Regions from separate parts of the Mus musculus genome. Here region 2 is linked to region 1. A link is a contact called in public Hi-C data. All regions are on one chromosome and are shown on one strand. The core of a region is the stretch at or near the end of the contact, and the rest is flanking DNA. Distances in the headings are between cores, read along the strand shown. Region 1 holds the start of Slc35b3 (solute carrier family 35, member B3). Region 2 overlaps Tfap2a (transcription factor AP-2, alpha).

What was found. Hi-C and Micro-C count contacts between places; a contact is called where the count stands out from the background.
Region 2: a Hi-C map of CD8 T cells shows a contact between it and region 1, with 3 times the contacts expected there. The contact joins the enhancer-like site here to the promoter of Slc35b3 in region 1. A contact is called at or near these places in 3 of 39 promoter capture datasets (the 3T3-L1 cell line, cranial neural crest and maxillary cranial neural crest), 7 of 484 Hi-C or Micro-C datasets (CD4 T cells, CD8 T cells, the G1E-ER4 cell line and 2 more), 4 of 115 datasets of contacts at active chromatin or transcription factors (embryonic stem cells, kidney, large pre-B cells and 1 more) and 6 of 9 other capture datasets (adipose tissue, embryonic stem cells, embryonic tail and 3 more).

What each region holds. Positions count from the first base shown.
Region 1 is chr13:38,958,842-38,963,112 of GRCm38.p6, reverse strand. It overlaps Slc35b3 (solute carrier family 35, member B3), which reads left to right and starts at 2,576. Exons shown (of 10, transcript NM_134060.4): 1 at 2,576-2,681. It overlaps 5033403F01Rik (RIKEN cDNA 5033403F01 gene), which reads right to left and starts at 2,494. Exons shown (of 3, transcript NR_131019.1): 1 at 1,891-2,494.
Region 2 is chr13:40,721,135-40,725,867 of GRCm38.p6, reverse strand. Tfap2a (transcription factor AP-2, alpha) reads left to right here. Exons shown (of 7, transcript NM_011547.5): 3 at 688-739; 4 at 2,546-2,777; 5 at 4,481-4,599. Among named protein-coding and RNA genes, the nearest start is that of Gm26688, 4.3 kb to the left of the region's middle. Within about 2 kb of position 2,722, at least 262 of the 459 cell types and tissues checked have an H3K27ac peak or open chromatin away from gene starts, as enhancers often do. A contact at or near this core is called in CD8 T cells, the G1E-ER4 cell line, Th17 cells and 1 more, where this site is marked.

The DNA.
Region 1 (4,271 bases), core at 1,327-3,826:
TCATAGCTATAGAAACCAAGCTGGTCAGTGTACCCTGAATCTGGATATGACCTTCTGCCTTGCTTTCATGCTTTCCCAGATATAATCTATAATACATGCCAGGAAATTGTGTCTCAATTGCTCTCTGTCCTGAGAAAGGGCTGCTCTGTTAATATTTAGTATGTGCTTACTGGCATTGATTTACATGTTTTTCTGAACTGAAACAAACCTTACTTGGATTATTGCTTTCTTTGGTTACACTCATGTGCTTTTGTGCACTGAAACTGTAATAAGATTGTCTGCAGCATTACACCATAGTCTGCCCCATTCTTTCAGGACCTCGGATCCCAGGTCCATCAGTCAAGATCTGCGCAGGTTGGTCAAAAAGTTGTCAGGAGAAGAGAACACCTTCTGAACATTTTTCAAGTCTGTCTAGTAATGAAATCTCAGTTTCCTTGTATGTGCAATTAGTATCTAATTTCCCACTTTGGACCCTAAAAAGTAGACTTTTTTTCAAGAGCTTCCAGCAGCCCCTTCCTTGCATCAACAGCACAGATCAGAGAAGACCTTGTCTGTTGTTAAATACTCATTCTCTGAAGGACTTTACATACTTTGGGGATGCCCTTGTGAGATAGATTATGGACAGCATGCCTTTCACCACTAGGCCTCCATTTTGAGTCTTCAACATCACTATCCACTCAGCATTTATGCACAATGGCCCTTGGCGACTTGGTAATTTACTTTCTACAGAGTAACTCCTTGTGCAAATGGCTTCAAGTGTGCTGGGAGATGACCACTAAACTGAAATACAGTGTTTCTCAGTGGCAATACAATGTTTTTCATCAAGAGTCACGGGATCTGTTTCCCTCTCAAGGATAGAGTTTGGGCATGAGGTTATCTTTTGTGGGAATAGTTCCTTGGTTCTTCTGTTTGTTCTGTGGTTAGTCAAAAGCTATCAACATGCTGAGACTGCGCTTCTTGTCTTCACATTAAGAGTATGCATTCCTCATGAGTCCACAGGCAATGGTAACCCTGTTTCGGATCTAGCTTTGTGGCTGGCCATAACTGCAGTCTTCCTTGCTCCTATTGGCAAACAGGGCTGCTCTTACCTGCTTACTCTCTCACTCACCTCATCCCTAATTCCACGGTAACAGTTGGTAAATGCTTGGTTTTCATTCCCAGTGGACATATCTGAGGGCAATGTGCCACACCAAAGGAATAGGAAAAGCAAAGCAAAGTGAGGCATGTCGTGCCTGACGGGGGTTAGATGAATTCTAAAGTGTTGTTTGGATATGACCCATCAAGAACAAGTTGCAAACCACGGAGAGGGTTTTAGGTTTCAATGAGATGGTAAAAGCCATTAAAGCATTGAGAGCAAAGCAGCATCAAATCCTGCTCTTGGGCAGAATTAGGCTGTAAGGAAGTAAAAGATAATAGAAGCCAGCTAGGCTATTGTGATTGCCTAAGCAAGAGTGGGTGGACCTTAACCCCTCTTGTATTCCAGATTTATATTACCATTTACCTTCTCACCTATGTCCTATAACTCCTTAAGGGCTGGAAGTCCATATAAGCTACTTATAAATTATGCATATGACCCTACACATAGGCACATTCAACAGGTGTTTGATAAATAATGTTCCTTCTTGGCTGACAGTTGTTTTACTGCTACTATTTGCTATTGTTGAGCCATAGAATGACATCTCTAAATGTCTAAATGGGCTTTGTTATTCTCTTTAGGATTTTTTCTTTCCTCCCCTTTTTTTAAAGTTTCAACTTTCATACAAAACTGGCTTAGCAAGGCTGGTATTTTTAAAATGTCTAGCTGGACCTTTTCCCTCACCACTTCAGAGATTCTCTCCTAAGGCATAAATGCTTCCCAATGCCTAATTCTTGTGAAATTTTAAAACTTACACACATCTGACCGGATTGTAACGTTTCTGTTGACACTATTCACCCCTTTTCAAAGCAGACTCTTGAATACTATTCCGGTTAAGGTAATCGTAATAATCCTTATCGCCAAGCCCATCTTGGCATTTTCTTCATTGTATCTCAGTAACTGTAAGTGTAGCTCTCAATGTGGAATAATTTATGATATTTGGCGATCAAATATCAGAGATTTTATAACATTTGTCAGACTCCAAGCCAGGGATTTACATTTCAAGCAGTGAGTGGCATGTCAACACAATCCTGGTTCATTTCTGGCCAATTACAAACCATCATCACTGTAAGGGCATGTGACGCAGGCTTCCTGTTTCTTCAGTCCACCTTGGCCAGAAGGGTAGGAGTGAGTCCGGAGAACTGGGACAGGAAAGTAGTTGAGAAGCAACTTCATCCCTTTGAATCAAAAGGTGGAGGCTGGGGAAAGGGAACCTCAGGCTGCTGAGATCCGGCTCGAGCACTCTAAACCTTGGCATCCTTCACACGCCCCGGCTCACGATCGCGGATGTGAAGTCAACTGGGTCGCAGAAGCCACGAGATGGACAGGACCCTTGCTCAGAGCACGCAGGAGCAGGGTGGAGAGGTAGAAACAGCCGAGGGGGTGGGGAGGGCGAAGGGGCGGAGCCGCGCGCCGGCGCACGCGCACAGAGACGCCTAGGCGGAAGTGGCGCGCAGGGTCCGGCGTGTGAAGACCTTCCGGGGAGGTGGCGGCCGAGGCGGCCGTCGCGGGAGCAGACCCGGAGGCGGAGACGGAGACCGAGGAGGTGACAGCGGCGGAGCTGGGAGGTGGGGGTCTTGCTGCGCGGCCAGGCGTCGTCAGGCAGAACTCGGGTGGGCTCCCACACCGTGTCAACAGAGAAGGTGGACGCCGCCGCCGTCGGGGTGGTCGGGGCGCGCGCTTCCGGGAAGAGCATCGTTCCCTGTTGGCCTGAGAACCCCCGGGCCGGACCCCTCCTCTACCCTGCTCTCTGTGCTCAGAGACTTGGTCTCTCGGATTCCCTTGGCTGTTTTTGCAGTTCAGAGTCATTTCCGGGTCTGTGTCCGCTCTCTCCGTTACCTGGTGACTGTTTGCCTTGCAGCGAGTTGACTGTTCTTGCAGGGCTGCTAAGTTTATGTCGCTGAAATCCCTGTACGTTCTTTCGGGCTTTACAGCTGAATTCTCTTCTCCTTTCTTTCTTCCTACCTTGTCTGTCTATCTTTCCGTGTCTTCCTTCTTTCCTCCTTCCTTTTCTCTTCTTTGGGAAAAACACTGAAAGATTTTGTTAGTTTACTATCATGAGTTGTTTGTTTTGAGTTTTTTTGTTTGGTTGGTTTTTTGTGTTTGAATGAATTACATCTGCGTTACTTCTACAGTAGATTATCAGAATCCCGAATTTTAGTTAAACATTTCTGTTACAAGTGAGTTGAGATAGTTTGAGACTTGGAGGGGAAAGACACTGACAACGTTTGAAAAATATTTTAGATAGCATTACTTCTGCTTAAAGTCTACTTTAAATCCTATTGTTAGCCCTTGAGGGGAATAGAGTTTCGGAAATCACCAGTCTCTCACCCTTTTGTGTGATAAGGTATGGGAGAAATCACAATCTTGTTTTTCTGCTCTTTGATCTTATCCCACACCTGGAACCCAGTTGTGAAGACATGATTGTTACTAGAGCGTTGCAGGTTTCTGGCGAAGCTGGGACTTTTCCAGGCTGTGCACATGATAAGTTTTCCTCCCATTCCAGCTTTGTAATAGAAAGCGTACCTCCTTCACATTAAAAAAAAAAAAAAAAAAAAGACTAGGTTAAGAGATAAGGTGAGGCCAGCAAGCTGACAGGTAAGAGCACCTGAGGCCAAGCCTGTGGCCAAGCCCAGAACCAATAAGGTGAAATGACAGAGAACCAGTTCCCAGGAGTTGTCTTCTGACCCTTGCTTGCCATCTGTGGCATAGACACACAGACTTGTATAAAGAAATAAGCTTTTATTTCAGTGTGTCATTGTAAGGCAACATCACCTGTTTCCGATTGTGTGTGTGCACACACAGTATGTGTTTACTTACTCTAAGCACTTCTTTGACCTCCATTTTAGCCGTTATGTCTCCCTGCAATGTGCCAAGTGTCTGTTGCGCTTTAAGAAGAGACCCAAGGCAGCAATCCACTTCCACAACTTCTTTCTGTTCTAGTTTCAGAGGGTATTATGAGTCTCTAAAGCAAAGCAAGATGTTGGCTATTTGATTTGAAAACTTGTAATCCTGTTCTTGAGCTTTTGTTTGTTTGTTTGGAGACAAGATCTCTGTAGCCCAGCCTTGTGTTAAATTCTCTGTGTAGTTCAGGCTCCTTCCCCCCCCCCCCCCCCCCCCCCCCCCGTACCATAAG
Region 2 (4,733 bases), core at 1,473-3,972, 1.8 Mb before region 1:
AGAGAGAGAGAGAGAAGGGTGGTGGTGGGGGAGACCCCACACTACTGCTGGACAACAGGAGAGTAGCCTCAAAGGGTTTTTGTTCCTGATATTTCCACATTCCTGCCATATCTACTTCAGGCAGCAGTCTTTTGAAAATTATTTCTAGCTTTCCTTAAGTGAAGGTGTGTGTGTGTGTGTGTGTGTGTGTGCGTGCGCTTTGTGAATTACCTACAGGGTTTCCAACAGTCTGCTGTTCTCCCACCCCGTCCTTTCTATTGTGTTTCTTTGGCTTTGCTGCCTCCACACTGGGATCCCTGAGGTCTGAGGCTGCTGAAAGGTGGCACACTAAAGCTAGGTGCATTTCTAAAGGTCGAACTGATTGTTTAAAAAAAAAAAAAAAAAAAAAAAAAAGATTAGGAACTCCAAAACTTCATTTGATTTTCAAAGAAAGTTTTATTCTCCATCCGGAGCTCTTCAGCGTGGATTATCTGCTGGGGGGGAAGGGGGAGGAGAAATGGGCCGAGGGTATACAGTGAAACCTCTTGAGTTTTAAAGCTCCAAATTCAGCAAGCCAAGATAAGATGTTTATATATAAATGTCATGGGGGAGGTGGAGGGAGAGCTCCCCTCCCCCACCTTGCAGCGAATATTCATTTCCTTTTGTTTTGATTATACGCTTACATTCATGTGTATCCTTTTGTTGCAGCACGTAGAAGACCCGGGTATTAACATCCCAGATCAAACTGTAATTAAGAAAGGTAAGCCATTTCCTTCTTCATTCCAAGCATGTCCTTACAGGCAGAGTGCTATTTAAAAGAACATACAGGACTGTATTTATTCTTTTTTTCAAATAGGATTTCCTAAAGGCTCAGAATTAGCAAATAGATACGCATAGAAGAACAGTGCTTAAACCACCAGCTTTCAGGACCTTGATAATGGCAACAGGCTAGCTTTGTTCTAATCGGGATTTCAGCGTTGAATGTAGTTTAATGATATTTGCACAAAGTGAAATGTGCACTAGTTGACCTGATTTGGAAGTGGCATTTCGATTTGGAAATAGTCTCATAGTTAATTAATTGTGTGCAGTTAAAGGCCATGAGGGTTCAAAAGTGTATCAAGCTGAAATAATACAAATAATTTAATATTAATAAAAAGTCAGATTGAAAAAATGCACCCTATCAGGGGAGGACAACTTTCGAGATCTCTGATTTAGTTTCTAGTCTCTTGATTGAGTTTCAAGGCTTTAAAACTTGAATTAGGTTAGCAAAAATTTAGCTTTTGGTTAAAATTAGTATCTTGAAGATGCCCACTGTTGACCTATGTATATAGAAAAGAAAGATGTTACATAATTTGCATGGGTTTATCATCTGCATTGTGCTTAGTGGGTAGAAATAAAGTTTCTTGTATTAAATGCAGCAGCAGTACTTTTGTTGTTATGGTGGCAGGTACTTCAGGATTCTGGGCACCACCAGAGGATGATGCTATATAAAACTGTTCTCATTTCTAACCCCCGAATCAGTATATTGTTAGCTAGTTTAAAGTTTCATTTTTGCATCTGTGAAATCTTTGTCATGTCAAATTAGATGTGTAAGGGATAAATGTTAAGAGGTACTCTTTCCAAGTCGACATGATAATTGGCTCTTTTATTAGTAATCTCTCCCGAGTTCGTTTAACTCCTATTGTCTCTATTAGCCTCCCCAGAGCTATTAATGTCACAAGTGATCTATCCAAAACCTAGAGGCCCTCACCTCCCCATACAAGTAGAATATCCCTATTTAAAGGCAAAACAAAACAAAAACATGAGAGGTGCTATGATGAGACTGTGCATATTATTATATGTCTCTGTGTGGAATTTTAAGATACAAACGCATTGAACTTAAACGGTTGTAGGTGCATCTGAATTTCATGTGTTAAGAAATGAACCCCTTGTTCTGATGGTCTTGAATTTGTTTTCTAACAATGGTAGATCCAACAATGAAGAGCTTATGGTTTTAACTGATTATATATCCTAACCCCCATCCCTTTGAAGGGGCTTAGACAGACAGGGTTCATTTAGTATTTGCTCAACAAAAGGATGCATTCCTAATGTTCAACTGTAGGCCTATTCTTGAGTCCTGTTCACGGGCTTGGAATGATCTCCAAAGCCCGAGTGTCTTTTAAATGGAACATAAGGGTCTATTGATGAAAGGACGGACGTGTAGTGTGTGATAACAGAATCCACCACTTGCTAGCTTACTGAAATGTTCATTTACTGGCTGCTGCAGCAATCGAAACTGTCTGCTGGTTTTAACAGCAATTTCTTTTGGCACTGAGCCTTTCGCCAGCAAAACCCCCACTACACCAACCCTGTCTCGGGTTTACACATAAAACCCATTCGTTGCCTCCCTAAACCCAAGCTCCTGCATCACTTCGGAGCCCTTTGAGAGCCTAGGGGGTCGCGACAGCATCAGCCATCTCTAGACAGCTTGCTGCAAGGGTCAGGGCAGGATGCCGCCTCGGGATTCCTGAGCTGAGCAGCGCTCGGTCGGTCCGCCCCCCACACGCGCCCGCATCTGTCTTCGCAGGCCCCGTGTCCCTGTCCAAGTCCAACAGCAATGCTGTCTCCGCCATCCCTATTAACAAGGACAACCTCTTCGGTGGCGTGGTAAACCCCAACGAAGTCTTCTGTTCAGTTCCGGGTCGCCTGTCGCTCCTCAGCTCCACCTCGAAGTACAAGGTCACGGTGGCGGAAGTACAGCGGCGCCTCTCACCGCCCGAGTGTCTTAACGCGTCGCTCCTGGGCGGAGTACTGCGGAGGTGAGGCTCGGACCGGCCCCGCCCCGCCCCACCCGGCCCCGCCCCGCCCCGCTCCACCCCGGGAACCCGGCCCCAGTGCGCCTGCGCTGGGCCGGTAGCTGTACTGCACGCGCGACGTGAAAGGGGCGGAGAGAAAAGAGTGGCGCTTTGTGGGCGTGGCTGAAGGCGGGGGTGGGGTGTGAGGCAACGCGCCTGCGCACTCGGGAACTCCGCTTTCTGCAGCACGCAGGCGCAGTTTTCTACGTCTGGGGCTCAGTCCCAGCCTTGGCAGCCGTGGGGCGCCGTGCTGCTGCCTTTTCCCTGGTTGCGCACAGGTTACAAGCTCAGAAAAGCTTCCGGGCTCCTTGCTTTGCCTTACTACACTGTAGGGTCTTGAGTGGAGATTTAACAGACAGGTTTTCAAGTAAAGAAAGAGAGTGACTTCTGCTTGCTGCGTGCCTCCCATCCCTGGTTGCTGGCACTTCCTGCCATAAGGAACCTCTACCTCCACTCCAGTCTCTGTACGGGGGGGGGGGGGGGGGGGGTGTTCTTTTGACGTTCTGATTTGCTGTGATGTGTGACAGGTTTCTGTTCATTATATGTAGTCGCATCCATTAACACAGGAGTCTCACCTCTCTGAAGTGAGTGAGTCCTGTTTTTCACAAGGGCCAGGGAGGTAGAGTCTAAAGAGAGAAAAGTTTCAGAGCCAGGTGTGTTCTTAGGGATCTATCCAATGGTGTGAGTTGTAGGCCTAGTATTAAATTTGGCCAAAGAGTATGTCTCTTACTCTCCTCTCTACAAAAGACCTGTAATTCGTTGTCTAACTTTATTCCTGTATATTAATAACTCTCAGTTGGGCCTTGGTGGGTATGGCCCACCTACATACTCTAAGAGGGTTTTTGCAGAGTTAATACCAGCGGCTTTCCTTAGTTATCTTTTACTGTCACAGATCTTTCTCTGCCCTCTGCTTTTTCCTCCCCTCCCCCCATCCCCAATATCGGAGACTGCTCACCTATGGGAGTATAATCTAATCCACACAATTAAAGACCCACTTGAGTAGGGAATAAAATCTGAAATTAATTAATTTGCTGTTTTATTTAAACAATTTATCTTAACCACTTTCTGATTATGGGAGTCTATTTAGACATCTATTTAGAAGTGACTCCATTGTTTCTGAAATCAGGGAAAAATTTTGAAGGCTGATATCAGCCATCAGCCTCTTGACATTTCCAGTTATGCTCCTGACATGGCATGTAAACACTTGGCAAGGTGCATTTCCCATTGGGATCAAAGCCAGGACATGAAATGAGAGCGCGATGATAACTTTGGTCACTGGGAACAACCTAACAGCAGATCTTGTGAAGACAATTTAAAGACCCCACTGGGCTTTGCTGGGATTATAGCAACAGGGAAAGCAACACAGTTATCAGTGGAACTCAGGAATACCTCCAACTCTTGCAATCAGAACTGTGTGTGTGTGTGTGTGTGTGTGTGTGTGTGAAAATGGAAAGTTCCCAACCTGCCACAATAGTTGCAATGACAACTATGCCTTTCATCTTCCATGATCTTTCTATATAGTTCCTTCTTGCTCTCTCTTTTCCTGCCTTGGAACCATGACCCTCAGTTTTTAAGAACACATTTTAGAAAGTGTTCAGAATGACTCTGATGTGACAAGAGAAAAATCAATCTTTTTAACACCCCTGCCTCCCATGTTTCTGAAACAGAGCGAAGTCTAAGAATGGAGGGAGATCTTTAAGAGAAAAACTGGACAAGATAGGATTGAATCTGCCAGCAGGGAGACGTAAAGCTGCCAACGTTACCCTCCTCACGTCACTAGTGGAAGGTAAACAGATCTGCTTGCTATCTGGAAGGGAACTGTCAACTTGGGGGTGGGGTGGGGTGGATAATATTTAGTAGCCAGATGTTTGAGTGTGTTTTGTGTCCTTTGGGTGGCTTCACTTTTCCATGGAATGTAAC